Linked DNA regions of Gossypium hirsutum: region 2 is linked to region 1. The links are chromatin contacts, called in public Hi-C maps. All regions are on one chromosome and are shown on one strand. Each heading gives the region's core, a stretch centred on a gene start, on an enhancer-like site or on the middle of the called end of the contact. The rest is flanking DNA. Distances are from core to core; before and after follow the strand shown. Region 1 holds the start of LOC121220277 (WAT1-related protein At5g40210). Region 2 holds the start of LOC107886670.

Region 1 (2,824 bases), core at 13-2,512:
TTGGGTTGAGTTATTTAATTGGGTAAATTTTTTTTAGGTTTTAAATAATAAATTTAATTGTTATTAAATTAGTGATTTAATATAAATATATATAATTATTATTTAATATATATATAATAAACAATATAATATTTATTATATCAAATATATTCGGGTAAGGTAAAACTCGTAAAAAAAAATCTTTCTACAGGCTTGGCGAATAAAATTTAATCGCCCAATGCCATCATCTCGTCTACATTATTATCTTATCTCACGAGTGAAGGGAACCTTGAACCACTAGTACCATTTTTATAGGCCACTGAAAAGTAAAAGTAAGAAAAAGGAAACCACAGATAAAGGATTATCTAGGTAAATGATGGTGATATATCAATGAATCTGAATGAATCATCAGCCATTGACCATAACAAATTAAATAGGCAGTGAAAATAAACAGAAATAAGAGCGCACCCAGAGATGATGGAGAAGATGAAAGTGAAGGCTGGAGTAAGATCAGCCATGGCGGATGCCAGAGTTGGAGATCCATATCCTATTCCAATATATGTGCATATCTGTCCTCCATAACTGAAACCCATGTTGATTAGCAATTTCTCATCATCCCCCCATGTCCGCCTTTCTTTTATCTCTATTTCAAAGTCAACGGAAAACGTACCTGAGAACGCCTAGAAGGAAAATTTTGCAGATGGTAGACCAAGTAAGCACTGGTGGGCTTCTTTTTCTGTCATCAATTCATAAATAACTTGGTTCAAATTTCAATTCCCATTGCTACCCAAGAAGCTAAAAACTGTATATAATATATATATGGAATTAATTTATTACCTGTAGAAGATGATAATACATGGGGCAAGCATAAAGATGCCAAGAACGTTCGAGTAAAATACTAGCACGAAATCACTGAGTCCTTTGTTCATGGCAGCTTTATTTACAGTGTTTAAGCCCACCTCTAAGAACTCTGTTGCAACCATTATTGCAGTAACACTTTTTTCCCACATTATGTTATCCTCTCTAATCTAAGGGTGACTTTTGCTTTGGGGATTGTGATATTCGGTGTTTGAAGCGGAAGATAAAAGGGATCACTTTCCTGACATATAGAAAAAGAGATGTTAAGTAAGAAAAAGGAGGGAAGGGGGAAGAATTGGATTTTTCAAAGATGCCACGTCCATGACATTTTTGTACCGTATAGTGGAGCCTAAATTGGTGGCCAGTGGCCACTATTCAGACACACCATACACTTAAATAGATTAATCTCAGCTCTTGACCAGCGCATAAAAAATTGATGTGTTAAGGTTTGAATAAAAATGACAACTTTTGTTAACACGTGACGGAGGTGACAGTCTTTCACCTCTTGGTTGTTGGAGTGTCATTCATCGTTCAATCGCCCGAAATTAATTATCTGTTCATTATAGTTAGGTTATCCACTTTTTAATGTAAACATTTATCTAAATATAAATACTCTTTTTATGGATCAATAAAGTCGACTTGAACATAACAACTTTATACTCTTTCAAAAGACATAATCGGATGAATCTCACTCTGCATGTCTTTCACATACTCTATGATAGTAATGACATTACAAGGTGATGTTTACTATCCCATGATAGTAAACATCACCTTGTAATGTCATTAATAGGCATCTTTTATACCACTATTTCTCCTTAACTCTTCTTTTATTGAGACTTGTAACAACAATGATTTATTTTTACACAAAAAAAAATGGTCTCTTATGGTTCCAATTTTATTCATTAGGAATATTTATCATAATGTGAATGATCCACAATCATCAAAAGATTAAACTCATGATTACGAATTGCATGTACAAGGGGAAAAAATCAATAAGGTGACGATAAACATAATAACTATAATAGCATTTGTTAGTTTTGAGCAAGCCAATTCTTTCATATAAGAATTGCATATGATATATATTGTGAAATGGATGTGAATTATGGTTCTAAATATATTTGTTTTTGGTTATATATATATATAACCAAAAACAAATATATTTAGAACCATAATTCACATCCATTTCACAATTGCTTTAGAGCAATTGGCCAACTTGTTGAGAAGTTTTTATGGGTTTTGACTTTTGAGCAAGCCAGTGCTTTCATATAAGATTTGTATTGCTGAAGTTATAATTAAGCTGGTATGGGGACAAATTGTCATATAGGTTATCCACGTATCTTGATATATACTAGAATCATGGTAATCCATGTATCCTGATATAAACTAGAATCAGACAGCAGTGACAACTAGTCCTCCAATCACACCGTAGAGTGATGACTGATATAATTAACCAAGTTCCAATTAGTAACTTCCTTCAGTCTTGGTAATATATATATATATATAGCAAAACAGTATTAGAACTTTTATAAACAACGGCAATGATGAAGGAAAAAAGAATCAAAATCGTAAAATAATCATTGTAATTATTGGTTGAGATCGTCCATGCTACTTACCAAGAAGGAGTGTTATATTTCGGTTTTATGTCCCAACACAAAAAGTTTTGTTGCCATCCATATAATTTATGGCGACTAATAGTATAAAACTTACGTATGTAAGATGCCATCCACATCTAATGTTGTCGCTCTATGAATTACAGACAATGAAGCGGCCATCCTACTGACCTTCCTCACCCACGAGCAGTACTTGCATAAACAGAAGCCATTTCGCAATAAGAAGAAATCTTGATTTTGGTGTGACAATGTCCACTCAGATTTCTTCATACAAATACAGGGTTCTTTTCTAAAGAAAAAATAAAGGGCTTCAAAAGCAGCAGAATTCTTTTGTGGGAAGCGTAAAAAAGAAAGCAAAACATACATATTTCCCGGTA
Region 2 (2,866 bases), core at 334-2,833, 680 kb before region 1:
AAACAGCCTTTGTGATACAGTTAACATGTGAAAGAAAGAAACTAATCAAAGAACAAAGAGATTGATCATCGATGGCCTCAAAACCTCCAAGCAGATCACATTAATTGGGAGATGCAAGTTTTAGGTGCAATTGCTGTCACAAGAACACATTCAAGCAAACAGAGACATGGATGCAGGTGAAGAAAAAAAGGAAGACAACATCAAAATCTTTTTTTTCTTTTTCTGACAGACTTGTTCAAACAAACAACAAGTTTGCAGTATGCATAAGGTTCATACTCAAGGTCTCACCTGGAAAGGGCAGGGCATGAGCGCTCCAAAAAGATCTTCTTTCACATCTGCAGCTCTAATAGTGTAGAAAGCATTCTTAAGCCCACAGGAAGACAGATATATTTCAGTTTCCTTTGTCAAAGAGTAGCCTTTGTAGACACTGACCGGAGGATCACATATCTACTCCAAAAGAACAATAACATGTCAAAGTTAACAGAACAGCGAAAAGGAGAAACACAGTATCTAAATTTGAAAGACTGCTATGTTATTTGCATTACAATTATTATGTCATTTCATTGAAATCTAAAAAGCACATAAGTATTAATATTCCAATTTGCAATAACACAGTATAGCACAATAATTAGCCTAAAAGTAAATCAACTTTAGGTGACATTAGAAAAAGGAAGTAAGAAGAATTACCGAGGATCCAACTTGGGCCTGACAATCAGCAAAGCTCTTGAAAACACCAACAACATCTCCCTTTCTCACTACAAAGAATGCATCTTTCTCGTTTTCCATCACCGGTGGTTGTTCAGGATGAACTTTTTTAGTCCTGGATGCTTTTTTTGTGCTACTACTACTATTACTTTTCCGGGAAAAGTAACACTGAGGGCGAAATCTTGTCAACAAGAACTCTAAATCCACAGTCTTAACACCCGCGTGCTCAAAATTTCTTTTCCAGAAAGGAACATGGCATTGGTTCAAAGAAGTTGTTGCAATGAAATTACCAGCCTTTCTAAATAAAGCTGTGCCATAAGCACGCACGTGTGGCAGGCAGTTCATCAGAGAGTAAAATTGCTCCGCACTGCCTAAATTTCTAGAGTTAAAAAAAAATATAAGTTTCTAACTAAATGACTGATATACCGAATTGTTTGTAGCATTTCGCGTTTAATCATTTCTATTGATAAGCCGTCCCCCCCCCCCAAAAAAAAGAATAATTTTTTCATCTGCTTTTTCAGCAATGGAGACTTTCATAGCAATAGCTAGAGGAGCGAAATAAACCCTAGGTAGGAAATTGAGAAAGAAAGCCAAAGACAAAAAAGGGAAAGGGCCAAGGAATGAGATATATTGTTAGAACATACCATTACCAATGTAGGAGCTGGAAACAGAGACGAACTGGAAGTAGCCTTCTTCTGCTGATATTCACGCCGGAGAGTGACGGAAAAAGATGGGTTCCGGGTGGTTTAAAGAAGAAGTGATAAATGGAGTTCTGCTGATATCCAATCGTCCTTGAAGAGTTTTTAGGTACCTGTTTAGTTAAGCCCGTCTCTATCTATTCTCTCTCTTTTTTTTCCCTGAATTAAGCAATCCAAACTTACCTAACTGTTCTTGGAACACCTAAGCCTAAATCTTCAAGTAGTTTGGGCTCCTATGATGCCCATTTGTTCATGGGTTTGGTCCCCTTAAACACCTTTCAGTTGGCATGTAAAAATCAAAACAGAACACATAAGCCACATGCCCGCATGAAAATTTTTAACTCCATATGTTTCATTTATATAATTTTTTTAATGTTTTAATCAGTACATTCGTTAGTCTCTTAAATACATATCACAAATTATTATTCATATTAAATACATATAACAATTTAGTTCCTACTTGTGGACTAAAATAAAATTTACTAACAATGCAATTGCTTCTACTTGAAAGAGAATATAGAATGCATTTGAAAAGTCATTCAGTAATTAAATTTAGGTGTATTAATTGTTATTATACATGTGTGGCATGTTTAATTAACCATTATAATTAGTAAATTTAACTACATTTACACTCTCCCATTCTTAAGTAAGGGTTTGGAATTGAATGAATTATATGAATAATTACTTTTGATGACTTTCTATTATTATTATTTAGTAAAAAAGAAACTATCAAAGATAATATTAAGAATTAAGATATAATTGTACTATGCCAACCATGTCTTGTAATTATAATTAGCAATTATATCCAAAGACACCCATAACCAAATGGTAATCTCTATGATTTGAACGATGAAAGTTATAAAATTTAAGCAATCTATATTGAGATTTGACATTGCAGCCCATTTTACTCATCGGCCTAGCTACATGGGGCTGCATATTTACTTGGTCACTAATGCTTAGTTTTTAAGCCACACGAGAACGAAGATTCAACAACAGCTTCTAACTGATCTAATGATGAAATGTGGTATCGAATCCTCGAGAAATTCGAAGCAGTTTATTTACGTCCTCATCTTCAAGAGATTAGTTCTTAATGAGGATTTGAGTTCCAACTTTTCAAACCCTTCCTCTATTCTCAGCTCTTTTATCCAAAAAGGAAAATTCTTGCCAAGTGCTACTTAAATCGCTTATACAATTCTTTTTTAGATAAACTATACAAATAGTTGTTCAATTATGTTCACGTTCTTGTTTTAGTCACTCAACTTTAATCATTTTCAATTTAGACATTAGTGTTTGAATTCATTGCTGTTTTGATCACCGTCGTTAAATTGATAACGGGAAACATTTTTCTATCTGGTATAATTGTACATTTAGTCCTCAATACTTACATATTCTATCAATTTGATTCTAATTCTATAAATTTGATCCTTAAACTTCTTAACAAAAGCTTTCAACATTTAAAATAG

Evidence for each region. Hi-C and Micro-C count contacts between places; a contact is called where the count stands out from the background.
Region 2: a contact with region 1 is called in a Hi-C map of leaf, with 2.4 times the contacts expected there. The contact joins the promoter of LOC107886670 here to the promoter of LOC121220277 in region 1. A contact is called at or near these places in 3 of 34 Hi-C or Micro-C datasets (hypocotyl and leaf).

What each region holds. Positions count from the first base shown.
Region 1 is chrA03:100,362,259-100,365,082 of Gossypium_hirsutum_v2.1, reverse strand. It overlaps LOC121220277 (WAT1-related protein At5g40210), which reads right to left and starts at 1,262. Exons shown (of 7, transcript XM_041099924.1): 1 at 817-1,262; 2 at 650-715; 3 at 448-561. The coding sequence starts at 989.
Region 2 is chrA03:101,040,999-101,043,864 of Gossypium_hirsutum_v2.1, reverse strand. It overlaps LOC107886670, which reads right to left and starts at 1,583. Exons shown (of 14, transcript XM_041095454.1): 1 at 1,350-1,583; 2 at 688-1,084; 3 at 289-447. The coding sequence starts at 1,050.